2 separate regions of the Zea mays genome follow, and region 1 is linked to region 2. A link is a contact called in public Hi-C data. All regions are on one chromosome and are shown on one strand. Each heading gives the region's core, a stretch centred on a gene start, on an enhancer-like site or on the middle of the called end of the contact. The rest is flanking DNA. Distances are from core to core; before and after follow the strand shown. Region 1 holds the start of AMADH1A (Aminoaldehyde dehydrogenase 1a). Region 2 has its middle 86 kb from the start of LOC103653444.

Evidence for each region. A called contact is a pair of places that touch in the nucleus more often than the background predicts.
Region 1: a Hi-C map of tassel shows a contact between it and region 2, with 4 times the contacts expected there. The contact joins the promoter of AMADH1A here to the enhancer-like site in region 2. A contact is called at or near these places in 7 of 25 Hi-C or Micro-C datasets (bundle sheath, ear, endosperm and 3 more).

The regions. Positions count from the first base shown.
Region 1 is chr4:82,464,728-82,468,480 of Zm-B73-REFERENCE-NAM-5.0, reverse strand. It overlaps AMADH1A (Aminoaldehyde dehydrogenase 1a), which reads right to left and starts at 2,342. Exons shown (of 15, transcript NM_001164335.1): 1 at 2,213-2,342; 2 at 1,969-2,111; 3 at 1,032-1,112; 4 at 806-954; 5 at 144-236; 6 at 1-68. The coding sequence starts at 2,327.
Region 2 is chr4:82,292,407-82,296,111 of Zm-B73-REFERENCE-NAM-5.0, reverse strand. No RefSeq gene overlaps it. Among protein-coding and RNA genes, the nearest start is that of LOC103653444, 86 kb to the right of the region's middle. Within about 2 kb of position 1,386, at least 19 of the 20 cell types and tissues checked have an H3K27ac peak or open chromatin away from gene starts, as enhancers often do. A contact at or near this core is called in bundle sheath, ear, leaf and 2 more, where this site is marked.

The DNA.
Region 1 (3,753 bases), core at 1,093-3,592, 170 kb before region 2:
TCACAATGTTCAAGACACCAGAAGGGAGACCGACTTCTTTACAGATATCAGCAAGCTCTAAGCAAGTCCTGGTAATTCAAAACGTAGGCACATAAAATGCTGTTGCTTGTAGCATGAACATGATATAACATGCTAATACTTACACAGAAGCCAGTTCAGATGGCTTCAGCACAGCTGTACAACCAGCAGCCAATGCAGGGGCTATCTTCCATGTAGCCATCAGTAGAGGATAGTTCCTGCAACACAAATACAAGTACAAAGTATAATGCTTTAGAGTCAGAATCAGAATAAGTAAAACAAGAACATATGAAGAAAACATAAATATAAGTAAATAAGTTACTTAGTCAACAGCATCTTATATATAGACATAATAGTCTGAAATGGCCCGCACAACAATTATGTGAACAAAGATAGTAACACAATAGTGAGTTTCTAGAAAAGAAGCGTACACTTATACTAGGACAAAGCTCACTGTCATATCAACATAGAAAGAATACTTGATATTGGCCAAACATTGACACAAGCAAAAAAAATTGACATTAACTTGGATATATAGGTGAGATTCAACACTGGATAGGAAGTACAAATCTGAATACTGGAAATATTTCAGAATGGTGATGAGGAAAGTTATCGAAATTAGGTTTAAAAGACTGTGTGTGGTTAGAGAATATGCAGTTTATTCGCTATACATTTATACAACCCTGAGATCTATGAGAAATGAAGTTGTATTACTGAATAAGGCACTCGCCTGTGAGTTTTGGTCATAAATACAAGTAACAGCTAAGTGAGGGGGAAATGAAAATACCAAGGAGTTATCAGCCCAACTACCCCAATAGGCTCTCTTCGGAGATGACATTTAAAAGTTTCCATTGGAAGAGAAACTGGGGAATTTTGCCTTTTATCCAAGGCTTCTGCCTGATCCGCAAAGTACTCAAAGCACCCAGCAACATCATCCTGATAAATGGAATACCAAACAGATTGTAATTGCAAGCTAGTGAAAATAAATTGCACTTCCATAAGGTGTCACATACCATGTCCCATGCTGCTTCATCATAAGGCTTCCCACAATCAAGTGCCTCTAGCTTAGCCAGCTCAGGTTTCCTCTCAATCACCTGAATAAGAAGACATTCTTATACACAAAATGTGACATATGTGAATATATTTGAACAAAACTTTGATGGCCCAGCCAAATGTTACAAGACTTTCTCAATTGAAGTTTAAAGAGAAAGATCTTTTGAGGTGTTTTGAAATTGGAGTTGATAATAAAGCTAACACACCCTGTATTGATGGGAAGTGCAATAGTTTGTTCACACCAAAAGCAGAACATAAGGATTTCCCCTGAATAGATTGGTTTACAATTGGAGGAGTTTAATTTGTACTTTCTGTGCCTCTGCTCATGTAACGCAGAAACAGTAATGGAGTGTACGGAAACCAACGTATATTTCACAAGTACGGGCCTGTTTGGGAACAAAGTTTTTGGAAACCACGGTTTTTGAAATACTACGGTATATTTTAGTCATGACAATACCACAGTTTAAAATACTACAGTTTTAGAATACCACAGTATTGAATACATAGAGGTGTTTGGAAGCAAAGTATTTTTTTGCACGTGGGAGAGATGTGCACGCTGCGTTTTACAGAGAAAACTGAGGTATAAACATAAGTTTAGAATACTTCAAAAGAGCTGCAGTATTTGTAATACTTTAGTTTTGAAAACAGAGATTTTAGCTGGCTTGCCAAACACCTTTTTAGTATATAATACTATAGTTTTTGAGAATACTGCAGTATTCTTCTAAAACTTTGAAAAAACTTCACTCCCAAACACCCCCTACTTAGTTGTCACACATTCAATCCACTCTGAATAACTTACTAGCTTAGGGGCTAGTAGGTACCAACCATTGGAAGCAGAGGCACAGCACAGGAGTGGTTTCTGGCCCAATTAGGCTAGAGCAAAGAGGACCAGCGTACCTTGGCGGCGATAGCGCGGAGGTACTTGGCCCGGACGGCCCCCGGGGCGCGCGCCCAGTCGCGGCCACGGTTCCTCTTGAGCGCCGCCCGCGCCGCCGCCACCGCGGCGTCCACGTCCTCCGCTGTGCCCGCAGGGATCTCGCCTGCGCGCGCACGCGAAACCCAGCGCATCAGCGCCAGGCCAAGTAAAAAGCTAGTAGAGTATAATAATAGAAGGCGACAGTGATCGGGGGAGCTTACTCACCGATGTGAGCCTCGGTGGTGGGGTTGACGACGGGGAGGCGGCGGCCCTGCGCGGGCGGGCGCCACTCGCCGTCGACGAAGAGCTGCCGCAGCGGGACCATCGCTGGCGAGGCCATCCGTGAGGACTCTGGCGATACGGATACCGCGACGGTGCGTGTCTGCGAGATTGCGGCCTGCGAGGAGAGTCGGCAACTAGACAGTGGCCTCAGTTGGTGGGATCGAGCGATCGGCACGCTACGGCCCTGGCGCTCTGTGCAGGTGGAAAGCGAGGACGTCTCCTGCTGTTGCGGACGCTAGTGCGGTGCGGCAGGCGGTTCAGCACGTGGCGGTTTTTGCTGGCACGTCCGTTTCAGATGCGTACCTTTTTCTGCACTAACGCTATCGTTACAAAACATGTTATATAATGTTGTGACCAATACAATGTTGTCTTTTTCTGACTAACGCTATTTACCCCTTCACTTTATATATATACTGGTGGTTGGCGCACGCCAGAGCGCGCACAATTTTTTATTGTAGGATACTTTTATATGAAGAAGGAATATAACTAAACTTGAATTATAACAATATACAATTAGTAATCTTCATGGTAAAGAAAGTTTAAAAACAATAATCGGATCATTGGCAAATATGTGAAAAAAGGATATTAGTTGAACATGTCTGCAACCACATATGCCTTTACCAGCATAATACCTGTTTTTCAACATTTTTCATGTTTTTTTGCACCACGAGGTTCGGACATATATATACACATGCAAAAAAAACTCGACGGCTGCAATGAAGGTTCTAGGAGCATAATAGAAACCATACACAAGATAATAGTGAACATTGTAGAAAAGACAACAGTTATGTGTTACAATGAGTTGTTCACAATTTGAGTTTAATGAGTTGTTCAAAACTTGAGTTTAAAGTACAGTCAACAAAATCACCACATGTCATATCTAGGTGCAGGCATTGAATCATTGATCTCACTGTTCCTACACAGTTGAACACTTTTTTTGAGCTTCTAAATATCGAAGAAAGAAGCTATAAAATGCATTGTTAAATTTATATATTATAATAAAGGAGGTAAACTATGTACTGACTGCAATTGGAGGAATGACATATAGGGCATCGAAGTACTTATAGGATTTAGTGTTCAAGGAAGGAGCCTGTAATACTAACCTCTTTTTTTTACATCAAAACAATGCTGCAGCGACTAAAGTTGGTTATTTTACCTTGGTATGATGTTTTAATCCCTTTTTAAAAGTGAACTAAAATGTTATATATTTTTTAAAAAGGTATCTAATAGTTGCCTCACTGATAAATTCATTTCTGAAAGTAAACCAGCTAACCTTTTCTAATACGAAAACATCCTTTCAATGATTTCATGGTTCACAGTTCAATTTGTATATAGTGCAATATGTGTTCATATAGGTAACAAAACACCCTTTTTAATGGCCATTTTAATAAATAAATTCAGGTAATGTAACAAACTGCCGCTGTATTAACATATTCTTGCTTATGTAGGATAGATTAGAGGTGTATGGCAATCAAATGCTACAT
Region 2 (3,705 bases), core at 137-2,636:
CCTATTTAGATACCCCTAACCTTTCCAACCTTACTCCTTGTTTAACCTGGATTATGATCTAATCAAGTAGCTATGCTATTGCTACAACCTTAAATTTATGCAGTTACTCCTGTTTATGATACTAATGTTCCAAATGGTAAGTTTACATTATTGTTGTTAACCCGATGGTTAAACAAGATTATTGCATGTTAATTGGAACATGGAGTGACCACCCAGGAAAACAGTGCTACCATGAGAACTATCATGGCTCTGGTCTTGGCTAAATAACTAGGGAAGTCTTATGTTGGGTGTTGGTCGTGGTCGACCGGAACAGGGGCATCTGGCAAGCGCTTATAGTTCCGGCTCAGGCAGATTGGATACGGGCATAGTTCCCAAAGCTTTACCCTGTAGTCTAGACTATAAGTTGGTTACGGTAGGTGTACCTTATGCAGTTGACCATTTCTAGCAATTGCGTAATGAGGACTCTAGGGAGAGGCCTCGTAGTGAGACCCTGGCCATTCACCTCGGAAGTGAATACGGGTCTAGCTAACCCAGGCTATAAGGGAATCACGACTCATGGGTAAAGATGCGCCACCTCTGTAGAGTGTAAAACTGCTATATCAGTTGTGCTCACGGTTATGAGCAGCCTGGACTTCTCACATGATAATTGAACTTGAAGATGGAAATAAATCGAGATCCGATGATCTGCCAATGGTTTGCTTAAGTGGTTTCACTTAAGTGTTTCTGATATACTCTTATACCTTTGTTTAATGGGAATACTTGGGATTCACACTTATTAGTAAGACATGTGTTGTTAACAAAATGTTGACCAACTAAAATGCTTACTGCTCAACCATAGCCTCACCATGTTAAACTTGCATTAATTTTCCCCCACTTGCTGAGCCCCGACCATAAGTGAGCTCACCCTTGCTTAAATTTTGATCACAAGCTTGCAGATGAAGATATGATGCTGAACTCCATGGATGCTAGTCTAGTGATACCCCCGGTCATCTTCCTGTGGATGGATGTGCATGTTTCGCTGTACTTTGATGAATAAAGGTTAAGACATTATGTCTGTTCAAAGTGTAATATGTTAATATAATCATTATTTACACTTTTATGCATTGTTCTTTTGATATATTACACTTGTGACGTCAACATATGTGTGGAAATAGATCCTGGCACACATGTGCTATGCACCCAGCTCTGCCCCTTGGAAACGGGTGTGACACCGACCAACGTCTTGGATCAAAAGAACGAAGGGGTACACACAACGATCTAATCTCGCACGTACGTGAACGGATCAATGGTCTAGATCTAAAATGGTGGAACACGCCCCAGCCCCGTACAATACCGATCGGACGACCACCACTCCTTGGCTGAACCGGTACTCCGCTTCTAACCGTGGCCGTCCACGCGACGATCCACGACAAGGGCTATTCCCCAACCCCAGTCATAGCACCCGGCGGCGCCCTGCTTCCCCCACCACAGATCTCGCCGGAGCACGGCGGAACTATGCAGACAAGCCCTAGGTCCTAATCCACAGTGCGCAAAACGTAATAAAGGACCTGGCGAACTCAGGGAAGGAATCCACACTGGAAATGATGAAGCAGTGGGGTCTGACCACGGGGAATCGTGGCTCGCGGCGGAGTCACAACACCGGCCAGCAAAGTCCTGGCGGCAAAACTCTAGAGCTATGGCCACGCACTCGCTCCCCAGGGTCAGGGTAAGCACCAGGGCACGTCCGACAAGGCGCGGCGGCGATCAATTGTCTTCAAGCGGTGGTGGAAGGGCAGTCTGACATTCGCGACCGCCAGCTGAGGGTGATATTCACGGTGAGGGACTCGTCGCAGGCGATTGTGGGTGAGTGATTGCAGAAGGAGAGAAGGTTGCGGCCCGGTCCTTTTATATGCGCGCGACGATGAGCTCTGGGTCAATGCTCACGGATGCGAGGATCGCGATGGCGTCCGCGGAGTGTGGCTTGGTGGTTGAGGACGGACCTGACAGGTTGGCACCACCATCCAGTGGCACAGGCGCATGTGTTCACCCAGCACAGAAGGTTGAAGGTCGGGGCCTAGTTGTTAGCGCGTAGCTTCAGTGAACGAATTGGTGCGCGCACAACTGACTGGTGGGGGCCACCAGTCGGTCTCCTGGGCGAACTAGGTCACACGAGTAAGTAGATTGCCCAATTGGGCCGAGTCAGTGAGGATGGCGGCCCAACATCTCTTTTTCTTTTCTTTTTCTTCTCTATTTTTCCCTTTTCCCTTTTCTTTTCCAATTTTTGATTTCCAATTTGAATTCAACTTTTAGGTGTGAGATTCATACTTGAGTTAACTGCTCACATTCAAAAATCAGTAGGAATAAAATATTTTTATTTATGTATTTATTTTCTCTATTTTATACAATATTTTCTTTCTCTTTTCTTAAATTCAAAAATTGTACCTTTGGGTTAAATCCAAATTCTCATCCTCTTTTGATTTACAAATTTTATAATCCAAATCCAAGCTAAAGTTTAGGAATTCAAATTTTTAATACATACTCAAAATTGATTATGAAGCAATAGATATATATTTATTTTAATTGATTTATTTGTTTGGTAGATGTTTGAAATATGAAAAGCACTCATATGGTTTTCTTTATTTTTAGAAAAATAGTATTTTAAATGTGGGATAAGAAGTAAAAGTTACTTCAAAATTAAATATTCATGTAAATAAATGCTTATGGTGCATCATGATATGCATAATCATTTAGTTGAATAGAAAACCTTTCTATTACTTCTTTTCTAAAATGGTTCTTGGTTTTCAAAATTTAGTTCCTCAATTTTCAGCATTCAAGTATAATTTGAGATATCTGAATTTAATATTTTATTTCTTCTCATATTTATTTTATTATTTTTTTCTTATATAGATTTTGGGCCTTACAAATCCTACCCCCCTTAACAGGAATCTCGTCCTCGAGATTTGTAAGAAAACAGTGTATAACTATGTTATCTCAAAACATATGCACAAACAAAATCTCAGCATGATGCATAATTTATTAGCAACACATGGGGTCAATTAGACCTTATTATTCCTCCTAAAATAGTATCATACTAACTACTAACTAAAGTAACACTTAGATCTTACAAATAGTAGTATATATATATATGTTTATGTAGCTTGGTGGAGCCGGTGGTGGTGACGGAGGTAGTGGTTGTTGTTGTTGTCTTTCCAACCGTGCTTGCCTTATTTCTTGACGTATCTCCAGCCGGTCCTGACGTATTTCCTCGCGTTCTTGTCTTATCCGATTTTGCATTTCGGTAACCATGTTTGCCATTTGTTGTATTACCATCATTTGGGTGGCAACCACTTGATCGATTCCAACCAGTGGAGGATCTGGAGAATTCATTTATGTTCGTTGTTGCCTGATAATCTTCCCTTCCTGGTATTGACCATGAGAGTTAGAAGCATATGGTAGGATAGTTTTGTAATGAAAAATATTTGGTAAGCAGAATGAATAGACCAGTAGCTGGTTATGATCTGAAGATTCTTTAGCAGGGACTAATCTTTGTTTTATGTCCAGATTGGGGTAACTAGTCGTATAAGGTGAATATCCAAAGGTAGGATAGAATTTGTAGATGAGATAGTCTACATGATGTAGGTTAAAAGTTTGTTTGATGTTAGGTGGGGATGGATAGACTATACCATTCACCATGTTTCTATGGGTTGGGTTAGCTCTTATGCTCAT